Regions from separate parts of the Sus scrofa genome. Here region 1 is linked to region 2. A link is a contact called in public Hi-C data. All regions are on one chromosome and are shown on one strand. Each heading gives the region's core, a stretch centred on a gene start, on an enhancer-like site or on the middle of the called end of the contact. The rest is flanking DNA. Distances are from core to core; before and after follow the strand shown.

Evidence for each region. Hi-C and Micro-C count contacts between places; a contact is called where the count stands out from the background.
Region 1: a contact with region 2 is called in a Hi-C map of omental adipose tissue, with 2.7 times the contacts expected there. The contact joins two enhancer-like sites. A contact is called at or near these places in 2 of 5 promoter capture datasets (liver and skeletal muscle), 30 of 47 Hi-C or Micro-C datasets (adipocytes, adipose tissue, alveolar macrophages and 17 more) and 2 of 2 datasets of contacts at active chromatin or transcription factors (alveolar macrophages and skeletal muscle).

Annotation. Positions count from the first base shown.
Region 1 is chr6:85,837,161-85,840,095 of Sscrofa11.1, forward strand. It overlaps LOC106510640 (a long non-coding RNA gene), which reads right to left. Exons shown (of 3, transcript XR_001309282.2): 2 at 1,869-1,964. Among named protein-coding and RNA genes, the nearest start is that of EPB41, 3.9 kb to the right of the region's middle. Within about 2 kb of position 1,336, at least 2 of the 83 cell types and tissues checked have an H3K27ac peak or open chromatin away from gene starts, as enhancers often do. A contact at or near this core is called in omental adipose tissue, where this site is marked.
Region 2 is chr6:85,754,669-85,757,594 of Sscrofa11.1, forward strand. YTHDF2 (YTH domain-containing family protein 2) reads left to right here. Exons shown (of 7, transcript XM_005665152.3): 7 at 1-2,082. Among named protein-coding and RNA genes, the nearest start is that of OPRD1, 19 kb to the right of the region's middle. Within about 2 kb of position 1,408, at least 2 of the 83 cell types and tissues checked have an H3K27ac peak or open chromatin away from gene starts, as enhancers often do. A contact at or near this core is called in omental adipose tissue, where this site is marked.

The DNA.
Region 1 (2,935 bases), core at 86-2,585, 82 kb after region 2:
GGATTTTTTCATTTTGGGCTGCCCTGAAGCATATGGAGCTCCCAGGCCAGGGATCAGATCCCAGCTGAAATCTGGACCTAAGCTGAGGCTGCAGCAACCCGGATCCCTACCCCACTATGTCGGGCTGGAGATCAAACCCGAGTCCCAGCGCTCCCAAGATGCCACCAATCCCTTTGCGCCATAGTGGGAGCTCTTGTTATTTTGTATCCTTAACTTTGCCTTCTTTTTTTGAAAAGAAGCCCCCCAACTAAGCTTTGGGTCCCGCAATCCTAAATCTGCCCACTAGGTCTTGAGTTTTCCCAACTGCAAAAATGAGTAAAGGCTGTGAGGGGTCTTTATAGGAGGGAAGCTGATCTCTCTTAATCCTCTGAAAGGCATTGCGAGGACCTGAGAAACATGGGTAAGAGATTTGCCTGGGGCCTCATGAGTCCTGGTGAGCTGGAGTTGCAATCTAGTCTCACTCGAATGTCCACCTTTCACCACAAACCCTGCTGCGAAGCTGACCCCCATGCACCCAAAGCAGCTCCCATCCTGGGCTGGGCCCCTGGCACAGCTTCCTTTAAGCAGCCTGGGGGCAGGGTTCTGCGCCTCCAACCCACCGGCTCTTCAACCGCGAGGTGGCGGCAGACACCGTCTTTCCTTCTCTGGTGCCTGTTCCTCCCAGATTTCCCTGCTCCAAATAGCCAGAATCTTAGCCTTCTCCCCAAACACCTCCATCATCTGTTTCCTGCCCTCTCAGGAAACAGGGAATGCTGCCTTCAAGTCCTGGCCTTCCCAGTGATTGGCTCTGTAGATCTTTCACTGTGGTCCATGAAATAATGGGATCTCTATTCTGGGAAGAGGTTAGTGAAGTACCTGGCAGATGTAATAATAAGCCAATCATAGGCAACCACTGCTATTTAAGCAAGGGCTCCTAGAGATGGCACCTTCCCTGGGAAGGGGCTCACCTGGTGGGATTGGGCCCCTTCCCACACATTGACAAGCCAGAGGCCCTCCTGGGCAGCAGGAAGTTTCAGAGACCTTCCATGTTTATTGGTGGGCACCCCCTGTGCCAATGCATGTGTCTCTCCCTGAACTAGGGCATCTGATTCAGCTTTTTTTCCATTCCTGCCAACCCCCATCTCTCCCTTGGAGGGGACTCTGCAACCTCTTGCCCAGGCTGATGTCATCCTGGGGATGTGTTCCAGGATCAAATGGACCCTCCCTGGAAGGTGTCCCTGAACCACTGCTCACCAATTCTGTCTCTGCCTCAGATGCCCCCAAGTGACTGCCACCCTCCAGCCAGCACTTGGCTGTCTCTTGCCTCAAAGACTCCCTGGCTGTCCCTGAATGTCGGTATCTCCCGTCTCCCCCACCACATGCCCTGGTTGAAACCTGGCATTCAAGGCCTTCCACTATTTGGTCACACGATTCACTCTGTGCCCCAAATATACCAGACCATTTTCTGTTCCCAGAGCACACCTTCACTCCCCTACTTCCAGGCCTTTGTGCAGGCTGTCCCTCCACCTGGAAGGCCCTCTTCCATGTCCATGTAGTAAATTCATCCTTAAAAGTCTAGCTGGGGGGAGTTTCCGTCGTGGCGCAGTGGTTAACGAATCCGACTAGGAACCATGAGGTTGCGGGTTCGGGCCCTGCCCTTGCTCAGTGGGTTAACGATCCGGCGTTGCCATGAGCTGTGGTGTAGGTTGCAGACGCGGCTCGGATCCAACGTTGCTGTGGCTCTGGCGTAGGCCGGTGGCTACAGCTCCGATTAGACCCCTAGCCTGGGAACCTCCATATGCCGCGGGAGCGGCCCAAGAAATAGCAACAACAACAAAAAAGACAAAAAAAAAAAAAAAAAAAAATTAAAAGTCTAGCTGGAAGGTCACCTTCTAAAGGCCATCTTCCCTAATCCCTCAGATGCGATCCTTTTCTCTCTCTGGTCTCTGGGTATTCAGTTGCTTTAGGCCCTTCATTGTAGGAGGCTGTGAATCACAACAGAAACGTCCATTATGTATGGAGAACAGCTTGCAGTGTACAAAGGGCTTTCCCATCTAATATCCCGGAGTCATGATGTCCTGGAGAGGCAGGCAGGAGGGGCGCCTCATTGGACTGATGAGGAGAGAGCCTAGGAGAGAAATATGACTGGCCAGGTCATACGTTTGCCCAAGTAGAGTCAGGATTCAAAGCTGCAACAGATTCCAGCCATACGCCCCATCTCAGGCCTGAGCTTCCCACTTGCCTGGTCTTATGACAGCCTTCTCCTCCTAGACTTAGCAGGGGACTGGTCAGATGCTCCCTGTATTAGCTCTGCCCCCTCCCCCCAACCCCCTAGCCTGTCTCCTGGCCTCTTTATCACTCAAAACCCAATCACCCCATCAGCTGAGGGCAGTGCCCAGGCTCTGGCAGGATAAGGACTTGGCTGGAGGCCCATGCAACTCAGAGGAGGAGAGGGAGGCACAAACAGGTTGGTTTCCCTGCCCCCTCCCCCAGCTTATCAGTCCCCCACAGGCCCCAGGCAAACTGGGCGCTCAACCTAGGGAAAAAGACTACCCTCTGCCTGTAACCTTCATGCCTTCTATTACTTTTGAGCTGTGTGACCCTGGGCTGTCACTTCTGCTCTTAGGCACCCTTCAGAACATGTTAAGGATCCCATAGGATCAAATGAGAGAATGCAGGTAATAACAGTGATGCCTCTGGAGGCCTCCCAAAGCGAATATCTCAGGGAACGAATGACTCCCTGAGTCTGGGGTGGGAGGTGGAGACTTCACAGGCAAGGCAGTAGGGCAGGGGGCCTCCAGGCAGTGAGAGCAACTGCACCCCAGCACCCACCTCCCGCCCCCCAACCCAGTGACTTTTACCCACACAAGCGTACAAGTCACCTCAACAAGAAGCCCAAGCTGTCTCGGCAGACACGGCCCTGGGCAGGGCCTGGGGGAGGTGGGGGAGAGGGAGG
Region 2 (2,926 bases), core at 158-2,657:
ACAGTGACCCAAGGCTCAGTCCTTGACCCTCTACACTCACTAGATTACATCCAGTCCTATGGCTTTAAACACCATCCTTGTGCCAACAACTCCCAAATGTAGAATCGGTCCAGGTCTATCTCCTGATCTCTGGTATGTTCAGTCGCTAGCTCAACCTCTCCACCGATGTCTCGCCAACATCACAAACCCAACACTTGCAAACCTAAACCTCTTCCTCATCTGCCCCATCACTTATAATGAATTCATCTCTCCCATTTCTCAGGCCAAATCCTGAGAGTAATATTTCTCACATCCTATATCGTATTTACTGGTTGACCAGTTCTTGCCATATCTACGGCCAAGTCACCAACTCTCACCTGGATGATGGCATAATCTCTTAGCTGGTTTCTACTTGCACTTTGCTTCCTACAGTCTGTCCTCCACACAGTAACAGAGGGATCCTGTGAAAATGTACATCAGATCCTGTCATTTCTCAGACTTTCTCCTGGCTCCCATCTGAGAGTAAAAGCCAAAGACTTTGATGGCTCACAAATTCTTGTCTTCTGATCTCCCATTTCCACTGTCACCTCACTGTTTTCCCTGCTTACATCTCCACTGTTCTTATCTACTCCACCCACCTTGTCCTCCCTTCTACCCTTCAAAATGCCAGGTTCCTTTCAGAGGGTCTTCACGCTAGCTGGGTCTTCCATCTGGAGTACACTTCCCTCATATCTACAAGGCCCAGTTACCTTTTCCAGCAGGTATCACCTTATCAGTGAGGTCTCCCCTGACTCTTATTTGCACTCGCTATCCCACCTCCCACACCACCTGTCTCCCTTGCTCTGGGCTTCCCGTAGGCAGAGGTGGACCTGAGATTCCATTCCCAAAGATCTGTCTCTTTCTACTTTGAAGTGGGGAGTCAAGAAAGCTGATAAAAAGCCATTACACAACTTTTAAGAATCAAATGGATCGGTAATTACTGGTTAGCAGAATTTTAAAATACAGTTTGTATTCTCCATTTCCAACTCCTGCTTTCCTAGAGTGATAGAACACTGACCTGGGAGTTAGAAACCTTGGATTCTAGGCCTCGATCTATTACTCAGGAGCTCTGTGACCTGTGGCAAGCAAGTCCTCAGTCTTGGTCAGCCTGGGAAGTGAGGGAACTGGGACTAAATGATCCATGAGGTTAACACTCCAATCCTGTCAACTCTGCTTCCAAAATAAATCCCAATGCTGTCAATGTTTCTCATCCCTGCTGCGCTACCTCCTCTCCGTGCTCTATTCACTTCCTGCCAGGCCATTGCATCAGCCTCCTTACCTCCTTTCACTCTTGTCTTTAATCCAGCTTCCACATAGCTGCCTAAGGTGTAACTCAGAGCATGCCTGTTTCTCTCTGAAACCCTCCAGCAGCTTCCCACTGTGCTGAGAATCACCCCTGTGCTCCCCACCGTGGCCTGCAGGGCCTCTCACCATCTGGCTCTGGGCTCCCTCCCTCATCTGGTTCCAGCCACAGTGGTGTCCAGCCCCTCAGATTTGCCAAGCTCATTCCTGCCTAAGCAATCCTTTGTTTTGCTTACAAGTTCTTCCTCCTTGTGTCCTCCTGGTGGATTCCCTCTCATTTTTTTAGGACTCAGCTTCAAGGTCTTTTCCTGAGTGTAAGCTCCCTTTCCTGATCACTTTTTCTAAAGCCAGTTCTTCCTCATTAGTTTAAAATTCAGCTCCCTACTTATTTTTTTGTTCCCATAGAGACATTTACCACAATGTAACATTAAGTCATGCAATAGTCACAAAATGGAATACCATACAACTGTAAAAAGAAATCTATGTATTGATATAGAACAATTTAAGATATTGTTCAGTGAAAAAAAAAATCCCAAGGTGAAGTCCAGAGTGTATAGAATACCACCATTTGTATAATAGAGGGGGAAGAATATATTTGCTTGTATATGCATATGTTATCTCTGGATGGGCACAGAAGAAACTGATAACATTGCTGGCCTTTATGAGGAGGACTAGGTGGCTAGGGGCAGGAGTGGGGGGCTTTTCACTGTGCACCTTTTTGTATTTTGAATCATATAGTGTACCACCTATGAAAAATAAATAAGTAAATATTTAAAAATTGTGTAACTTGCTTTGTTTTCCTACCTCCCCAAAGAGAACATAAACATTCTGACAGTGTGTACCATGTCTTTTTTCATTCCCTATTATTATTATTATTATTTTTGTTGTTGTTGCTATTTCTTGGGCCGCTCCCGCAGCATATGGAGGTTCCCAGGCTAGGGGTCTAATCAGAGCTGCAGCCACCGGCCTACGCCAGAGCCACAGCAACTCGGGATCCGAGCCGCGACTGCAACCTACACCACAGCTCACGGCAACGCTGGATCGTTAACCCACTGAGCAAGGGCAGGGACCGAACCCGCAACCTCATGGTTCCTAGTCGGATTCGTTAACCACTGTGCCACGACGGGAACTCCTTCATTCCCTATTATGTCCTCAGCACTTAACACAATGCCTGGCACTTAATAGGGCTCAGTAAGTAATTACAGGATGAATGGATGAAAGAATGAAGGTCTCTTCCTGTTCTAACACTGGATTCTAATCTTAGGCCTTCAAAGAATAAAAGAAACACAGGTTCTAGAACCAGCCATTTAGAGGGAACCAAAGAGACACCGAATTGTTTTGCAGTGTGGTGGACGCTTTTCCTTTGTGGTTATCGATAAGCTTAAAAAAAATGTGACGGGGAGAGTATGGCAGGTGAAATGTGACTGATTTGCCTGGCACAGATGCACTTATCAAGTGAGAGCCCAAGAGGACACAAGAGGACAATGTCCTGCTTGGACCATGCCCCATCACAGCCTCTGCAGATGGCAGCCTGAGGGACAAGCAAAGCAGCCCCCTTTCCTGAGGCCTCAGAACATTCGGGATCACAAAACCTACCACACTCCAG